2 separate regions of the Gossypium hirsutum genome follow, and region 1 is linked to region 2. The links are chromatin contacts, called in public Hi-C maps. All regions are on one chromosome and are shown on one strand. The core of a region is the stretch at or near the end of the contact, and the rest is flanking DNA. Distances in the headings are between cores, read along the strand shown. Region 1 overlaps LOC107889516 (bZIP transcription factor TGA10). Region 2 has its middle 5.9 kb from the start of LOC107889522.

The links. Hi-C and Micro-C count contacts between places; a contact is called where the count stands out from the background.
Region 1: a Hi-C map of leaf shows a contact between it and region 2, with 3 times the contacts expected there. The contact joins two enhancer-like sites. A contact is called at or near these places in 5 of 34 Hi-C or Micro-C datasets (all in leaf).

Annotation. Positions count from the first base shown.
Region 1 is chrA09:71,229,627-71,234,045 of Gossypium_hirsutum_v2.1, reverse strand. It overlaps LOC107889516 (bZIP transcription factor TGA10), which reads left to right. Exons shown (of 11, transcript XM_016813962.2): 9 at 1-4; 10 at 308-547; 11 at 2,169-2,522. The coding sequence ends at 2,321. Among protein-coding and RNA genes, the nearest start is that of TRNAK-UUU, 2.9 kb to the right of the region's middle. Within about 2 kb of position 1,250, at least 1 of the 9 cell types and tissues checked has an H3K27ac peak or open chromatin away from gene starts, as enhancers often do. A contact at or near this core is called in leaf, where this site is marked.
Region 2 is chrA09:71,145,832-71,150,795 of Gossypium_hirsutum_v2.1, reverse strand. No RefSeq gene overlaps it. Among protein-coding and RNA genes, the nearest start is that of LOC107889522, 5.9 kb to the right of the region's middle. Within about 2 kb of position 3,200, at least 5 of the 9 cell types and tissues checked have an H3K27ac peak or open chromatin away from gene starts, as enhancers often do. A contact at or near this core is called in leaf, where this site is marked.

The DNA.
Region 1 (4,419 bases), core at 1-2,500, 85 kb before region 2:
CAAGGTACCTTAACACACTAAATTCTAATCACTACCATACATCTATTGTAAAAACTCTAAGAATAATCCCACTAATTATATTCATTTTCCTCTATATTTCACCTATTTTGTTTTCCTCTCCCTCTCTATAAAGTCTTTCCCCGTTGTATATTTCCCTGGACATTCAAAAAATGTGGGATATTAGTGAAAAAGTAGGATATTTTGAGACAAAGCAGGAGGCAAGTGGTGCTTTTAATTGCATGAATGCAAAACCTAGAAAATCCCTATTATTACTCGTGTTTTTTAATTATTATTATTTTATTTTCAGGTGATACTGAATCAGATAGAGCCACTGACGGAGCAGCAGATAATGGGGATATGTGCCTTGCAGCAGTCGACACAGGAAGCTGAAGAAGCTCTAACACAAGGCTTGGAAGCTCTGAACCAATCTGTTTCTGATATTATAACATCTGATTCACTGAGCTGCCCTCCTAACATGGCTAACTACATGGGCCAAATGGCTGTCGCCATCAACAAGCTCTCCACCATTGAAGGTTTTGTTAGACAGGTATGCACTCCATCTTGTATACTCCTACTACTATGATATTATTATGGTTTGATTTTCTCTGTGCTTGTGGACCCCCCAAGCCTCATCAATGATGATGAATTCAGGATCATCAAGATATGTGTGGGAAAAAATTCTGGTTAAACCTAACCCCTCCCCCCTCATGCTTTCCATGAAATTACTCCATCCGTGTCTCCTCATGCTGATGTGGTGGTTCCATTAACAAAGCTATTATCCACATAAGATGACTGGATCCTTTCATGCATTTCTATGAAAGTGACATCTGCATGTAGTACGTAGTCTTTTGGGTTTTAAACTTCGCATGCCATCTAAGGACCATCTAAAAAGAACTCAGCTTGTCTGATTTAGGAGGTTTCCCTATCCAAGTATCTGCAACAGACTAGTATATGTTTATAGCATGCCGTTCAAGACTTAAATCACTTGCAGTAGAAGAATCAAACTCTATTTCATTTACCTAGGAATTGTAACAATGGGTGTGCCTAAAGCAAGCATGGCAATTTGTCGACAATAATGAACTTGTCACCTGATGGGCAGTATAAATATGAAAAAGCTATAACCAAGTCAAAAGAATATTTGCATTTTCACGTGCTTTCTCTTTCCTCTGGTAAGTAATGTATATAGATATCGACATCAAAGCTCAAACGAGATCCCTCGTGCCCGTATGTTGATGTCATAGTCATAACCGTTTGACTTAAAGACATCACATCCTTTTTGACTATTCTTTCAATTTTAGGCCGACTCTACTCTCCCACATCCCCCACATCCGTCCATCCTTTGCTCACAGTGAACTTAGAGTTATGGTAATTCTGGGATTAGGGCATTTCTAGTTCAACATTTTGAAGATTTAGGATAGGTGGGGTCGTAGGCCCTTTGAAATTATTGGTCCATCACTAGGAAAAGAAAACGAATCCTAAACAATTTAGGACCCTTTAAAGTCAATTGTGTAAGCAAGATGTTCACCTAGAGGACAACATGTTCATTAAAAGCCTAGTTAATTGACCACATTTTTATATTCCTAAGCTGACTTATGGCTACCCTTAAATTTTCAGGTCTCTCTAGGTAAGTAGTTACCATCATTACGTTTCTTTGAACCAAGGGTAGAAATTAAAATGAAATTAAACAAGTATTAAGTGAAGGTTTCAAATATGATCACCATGGAATTATCTTTTACATATATGTCAAAACCCTTCTAGACAAGGTAAGTAGAAACCATACCCCACAAGTAAATTTGAACTCAGAAAATGAAAATACCCTAAATTATTCCTTTTTTTCAACCTCTCTATCCCTTAATTTCCCATTTTGACAATCAAAACACCCATATGGTGCCATAAAGTCAGGGGTTGATAGCCAATGTGAAGTTTAAGTAAGCAAATTTATCTTCAATTCTACCCTCAAAGTCAAGTTAATACATGTTTAGTCTTAATGTTACCTTTCAAGTTATTGACTATGTAACATGTAATTTTTTTTCTTTACAATTTACAATTATATGAAAACTTTATAAAATTCAACTTTTTCCATTGATACATATAATACCTAAAATTTTTCCTAGCATATATATTTCCGATAATTTGCTTTTTAAAAAAATGTTTAAAAAAACTTACAGGCGGATAATCTGAGGCATCAAGCCATACTCCGATTACATCAAATCCTGACGATTCGTCAAGCTGCAAGATGTTTGTTGGCGATCGCCGAGTACTTCCATCGCCTAAGAGCTCTGAGCTCCCTTTGGTTGGCTCGACCTCGAGAAGACCAATAAAACCCTAGCTCTTTTAATTAAAATTATTATTGTCGTCTTTGATATTTTCCCCTTTCTACATAGAGAGATGTATAGATAGACTAATAGTTAAGAATAGATTCAAATTTAAATTAAAGAATTAGAAATCTCTTTCATATTATACTGATTTTTCTTGACAAGAATTTCCGGAAAAGGAAAAATAAAACAATGATTTTGCAGCCATTTCTGACTTATTAGAAAGAGATGGAACAGGTTAAGAAGAAGAAAAGGGCATTGAGAATAGAGAAAAAAAAGTTGGTGTTTTCTGATGTATTTTGTGCTGTATTTTTGCGTTTATTATGACAAACACTAAATTAACTTGTTTTAAGAGGAAAAACGAGATGCCGAGTGTTGAATCATACAAATTTAACTTTCATCTTAATATTTTTATAAAATTTATGTAATTAAAATAATTAAGACGAAAAAGTTAAAAAAATTGACCTTGGAAATATCAAAGTCACATTTTTACCGAGACAGGGAATAAATGTCATACATCCTTTGGATAATAATTTTGCAATGCATGTAAAAACCTTCTGCCCCCTCCACCGTGTCTCTCTTTATGCCCTACCAGTAAAATTTCCACACGTGGCTAAACTTAATTTAAATTAATGTTTTTTACTTGAACGTCTTGACGGCAAAACTCGATAACTTGTCCCTAAACATAGAAAAGAAAAATAAATGCATTATAAAGAGAAGAAGAGGTGACTTTGAAACATTAATCAATTAAAATTTCCATTTCAATTAATCACTTGGTAGCAGCGGCGGTGAGTGGTGCAAGGCTGGGCGGCTTGGCAGGGCAGTGGGACAGCTGGCCGGAATAGGATGGTGGCAGGACAGGGGAAGCAACAGCCGAACGAGGAAAGGGAAATAATGTAAAAGAAGAAAAAAAGAAATTGCAGCTTAAGGACCTCTTACTTTTAAGTGTGTTTTTTTTTTACCTTTCAATAAACCAACTTGAATTTTTGTCCTCTGCTAAAAGAGCTGTCCTCCTCTGGTTTTTTTGTCTCTTTCTCTGCTTGATGTTTGAATTGCAAGCCAAATATTGTTAAAGTAACTCCATTGCAGTCTTTTGCTTATGTTCATCTTCTACAAGCTTCATGGCTTCACTCTCATGCTTCACTCTTGCAATCACAAAATTGATTCCTTGATATATGTCTACATAAAGCTTTCTTTTTCTTCAACAAAGATTGGCTTCCCTTTTATCAATTATTATTAAATGGATGAATTTAATTTTTATATTAAAAAAAAAGCTACATAAAACATAACAGAGTTAAATTTAGTGTTTAAAAAATGACAGAGAAATTATTTTTAATTACTCTTCAACTTCAAATAAAAGATTTCACATAGAAAAGCATTAAAACTTTAATTATATTAATTAAATAGTAATATAAACTTCATTGCTATTTGACCTGCCATTTTATTTTTTCTCATCAAAAGAAATTTTATTAAAATAGAGAAAAAGGAATACAAATACCACGCAAACATGAAGAATATTGCTAAAGACAACAACATTATATCCTAGCACTAGACGATATTAATGAAAAACGACCCATAAACGTCTTGATCTTAAATCAAACACTGTAACGAAATCCTTAAGTGCAAAGGAGGACAAAAACCAACAACACAAATATCTCACATCTATATATTATCAAACACCAAAAAAATCTTATCTCAAATTAATAATATACTTATGTTTAGCAAATTTGTAGTGATTTTGCCGATATGTTCATGGACATGGATTTTTTCTGCTCATCTTTCTTTCTTTAAATATATTTATAAAATTCTGATGAAAGATTAAAAAATACGTAAAAGTAGTTCATTAACTAAACTAATATTTCTTTTTGGAAAAATTAGAGTTAACAATTCAAAATATAACTACTTTTTAAAATATTGTTTATTAATATATAAAATTGATTTTAAATTATATTATTAATTTGTAGTTGAGAGGTTTTTTTTCCTTTCTTTTTTGGGTATTACAAATTTATAGATGAAAACGTCTTTCATTTTAAAAGCTGAAAGCTTTGGTTAGGAAGCTTGATGATCAAATTGATAGAATTTGTAAATATGAAGGGTTAAATTT
Region 2 (4,964 bases), core at 1,951-4,450:
ACAATTGCAATTGTTTTTAACTTTTTAACATTTTTTTTAGTTTTATTCTGCACCATTGATTTTTTAAGTGAATCGTTTAATATCTATTTGTATTTTTTTTGTTTATTTTGACTTAAAATTAATTTTGTTTAATTTGATGATTTTTTTATTCAAACTAAGAAAAAAAGTATGAAGCACTTGTTATATATATATAATAAAAACTTTAAAAAACCTATGTAGTTGGAAGAAATTGAGTGTATAGATAAACAAATCAAGAGTCTAAATAAGTAGATCAAGCTTCTCATAAGGAGGAATCACATTGTTTATTATAAGGTTGATATTCTTGCTTGTGCACCTTGATATCTTTTGGATTTTTGTCTTAGGAGAGGATGGGGAACTACTGCTACTGGGGAGTTTTTGCTCAGGGGGAGTTGGATTGGATGTTCTTGCTACTATTTTGCTTCTTGTTGTTTTTCTTGTTGATATTATGCTCTGGCTAATGGATATAGCGGTTTGTTTTTATTGATTTTGATGATGAAACAAACTTCTTTTATTTTGCCTTGGGTCTATACTTAACTTGATGGGTGACGCTAATATTTTGTTGTCATATCTAATGGTGAATTAATATTATGGTTCATAATTTGTGCTATAATATTTAAGGGGTTTAAATTTTAAGATTTTATGCTTTACTTGATTGGGAAAATTTGCTGCAGAGTTTTTGGTCAAAATAAGCCTAAGGAGGAGAATGTTAATGCTACTAGTTGCATACTCACTTTGCAACTGGACTAGTTGCAACTTGCCTATGTTATTGGCATATTTTGAAAGTGTTATAATGACTATTAATTTTATGCATATTTTAAGGGGGTTTTGAGTAGAATTTTTCATAGTTGTTTTTAGTGAAGATATTTAGTCAAGCAAGGATATTTTGAATATTCGAGTATGCTTTATTTACCTTATTTAGAAATATTTATGATAGAAAGAAATTCAGTCGGTGAATATATATTTTTACCTCTACCCTATCAAGATCTTATTTTGAACGAAATTTTATGATCTAATGTAATCATACTAGTTAGTATTCACAAGTCTACAAAGACTTATATATTGAAAAATTGTTTATTGATTTTTAAGTGTGAATTAGAGAACTCAAATAAGTTCTTTGTGAAGAACATTCATGAATGTTTATATGTTGCAAACAACTTATTTTATTAGTTTAGTTTAAACTTTCATAGGAGAAAGACTTAGTAAGAGAGTTGAATCTAGATAATTGTAAGGTAGTGAGGTTGCAACGAGTTTAGTGACTTAAGCTTAAATTATCTCTTGTACTTTTGAATTATAGTGAGATTATTCTCTGAGCAAGACCTTGAAGATGTATGAAGAGGTTCTGAATCACGTAACCAATTACTGTGTTCCTTGCTTTATTTTTCTAGTTTAAATTGTTTCCTAATCAACAACTCAACACTAGTAGTGTGGGCATCTTCTCAATAGTTCCTTAAATCACTCTCAAGACTTATACAAGGATTTAGAATTATATTGCATAAAGCTAGATAAGTCATTTCTCTACTTAGTAGCCTTGATGGGTGGAAAGTACTAAGACAACAATTGGGCAACTAGCTTATCCCATGTGTCTATATAACCTTGAGGTAATGAATCTTTGAGCATCATCGATGCCATGTCTACTAATACAATGACTAGCAATAATTTAGAAATCACAACTTTGATCTATACGGGTGTCATAATTGTAACTTGTAACTTCTTACAATATCCTTGCAATGGCTTACGTGTTCTGTGAGCTTTATCTACATAAGTACTAAATGCCATGTAATCAACATTTTACTTATAGATAAAGATAAAGAAAGATCTCAATATTTATTATTAAATTGTAATAAAATCAATACAATCAAATATTGTTTAGTGCTTACATGATTTGAATTGCTTGTAAGGATTACACTAATATTGTTTTCATAAAAAATATTGATTTGATATCTACAAGTATCTCTATACATATTAACCTATGAGATTGGTTGTACACATCATACGTATCGAGGCCTAAATGTGCCAGTCTTTAAGCATTATTGATGCACTGCTCAACAATACGATGACAAAAAATAATTTTGAAATAAAAAATTTAATCTGTAAAGATCTAATGACTATAACTTTCAATTACTTTGCAAAATCAATAATGTTTTATAAGGATGTGTATAATTGAATTAATCGATTATAGTAAAGTAGTTTGATTAATTGGTTGGCCATTAAAAATAATTTTTTTGGGGATTGATTTTTTTTTTTAAATTTGATTATCAATTAATTTGATTTGAAAGTGGTTAATTACCTCAAATAACCACTTCACCCAAATTAATAATAAAATTAAATTTATATATATACAAGCGTATGGGCTAAAAAACATATATACAAGCCCAATAGAATGGCCTAAGAAGCTTAAATCCCAAATGCAAAGAGCTTGTAGAAGTGGGCCGAAGAAAAACAATTAAGAGTTTAACTTTAGATAAAACATAAAGAAAAAACCTCGAGAACCCTAAACTAATACACTGTCAGGCTTTTTTTCCCCCTTAATCCTATCAACTAATCACTCCCTCTTTTGAGGTTCGACAGCTCCACTGTTGTAAGGTCGAAATCCTATCATTTTGTGCTTATTTTTAGTGATTTTTGTTGTACTATATTGTTTTTAGTTTTCTCTAATTATGTATCCTTTGAAAAAATTTCATTTTAAGTAAGAAATAATATACTGATGAGTTTCAAATATTGCTCCAGAAACATGATAAATATTTCAAACATTAGATAAATTAATTAGAGCACTGAACAGTTTCGAAGATGATAATTATTATGAAAATTATTAAAAGCATTGGTCAGTTTAAATTGAAAAAAAAATCCCATAAAAAGGGAAAAATTGTTATAAAAATAGACGGAATTAAACTAAGTTAGATTGATTGGATTAATAATTTTCTCAAGTAAAGAAATAACAATTAAACATTTTGAAATTTCTATTAATTCGATTAATAAGAACAATCCTAATGTTGCATTATATTAAACAAATAACACTGCAAGGGAATTATGATTGGCTTCTGGGCTTAGGCTTAAAATTTTGGAACAAGACAAGGAACAGTAATGAGAATATTCTTAGGGAGGGAAATGGAGAGAGCCTAACAGCTGGGTGACATACTAAGGGATGGGGTTTAAGAAGAGCTATTCCGGCTTTTTCCTCCATATTAACCCCGCTGTTTGCTCCATTCCAATCAAAACATTGCATCATTACGGCAAGGACTGTTGGGGACAACCTGTACTGCTAGTGAAGCTCCAGGGCAGCTTCTTCTTCCACTCCCAAATGGCAACAGGCTGAAGTGTTGTCCCCTCGCATCCAAAAACTGCTTCTTTCCTTGCCTCCACTCTCTGGTCTGAACTCAAGTGGGTTTTCCCATTGATTGGGATCCCTGCCAAGACCCCATACATTGACAAACACCCTGGCTCCTTTTGGGATTTCATAACCATCAATGCTGCAATCTTCTGTTGACTCCCTCACAACTAATGGTCCTGCAGGATGAAGCCTCAATCTTTCCTTTACTAAAACGTGGAAATGAAATTCTTGGACAAGTTAGAAGGCTACAAAAATAAGAGATATTACATTATCATTTTGATCATGATATATGGAAAATAAAAGCATTAGCTTGATGCTTACCTTTCTCCTACCTGTTTTCTTCATTATCTCAAATTTTAAATCAATTCGATGATTGGAAATCAAGCCATCCAATATGTAAGCAATGGTGTCATATACCGGCCGGCATGCTTTCTCCTTTAATTTCTAAATAACCTATTGATTTAAATAGATGTATAATTAATGCATAAAGGTATCTTTTAAGACGGAGAAATTATTTTATAAATTATTTTTATCACATCATTTATAGTTCCTACTAATTAAAAATAAATATATATCTTTTTTTTTTTACATTATTCACGATTTCTCCTTACCAATTGTATATATAAAGTGAAAAAAATAATATGTTTATTTTTAATTGATAATAGCTATGGATGATGCTGTAAGAAGTGTTAATAAAATGATTTTTCTTAAAAATAAAATCGTTTCTTTTAGAATTAGTCGTTCATTTTATTGTTGTATAATGATATGGAAGCGAGTAAAGAAATCTACAGTTGTGTGTGAAATAGAAAACTACATATGCAGAACCGTGGTTTCAATTGAGTAGGCATTTCCCCACATCATTTTCCAGGTTTTATTTACAAGTATTTGATTAATCTTTGGAACTATTAAAGGAAGGCTCTATAATTTTTTTTCCCTAATTTTTCTCAATAGGTCATTTCAATGTAATAATTTGTCAACGTATTGTTTTCTTGCCTTGCTGCTACTGAAAGACGCATGAAGTACTAGAGGCCCAAAACTTATAATATAATAATTTCTTGATATAAAAAAAAATCTAATTTGTTAGAATTTGATTTTTCATAAAAGTTAGTCTAATTATTAATAAATGCATAAATTTATAATTTTTTATTAATTTGTTACATATAAATTTGTTAGAATTTAATTCTCATATTTCATAAAAATTAATAAGTTAATCCAATTATTAATTTATTTCATATAAAAATTATTAAGTTAGTAGATGGCTTTGCCTTTGAGACTCATGGACTGAGGATAGTGCATCCATAGATTTTTATACATTGCATTATTCTTTTAAGGAAAATTTTTGATGTACTACTGGTGTATAAGTTTTATTCACCATCAGTAAATAATAATATGACACCTTATCATTAAATAAAATAAAAATAGTAAAAAATTTATAAATAAATACTAATAATTTTATTTAAACATAATTAAATAATAAATAATTATTAAAACTCTATGCCCAAGATCTTAGACCCTAAACGTAAGATCTTAAACTTTTAAATCCAAGATCCTAAATCTAAAAGTTATTAATATTTATTTATAATAGTTATAATATTTAAATAAAATTATTAGTATT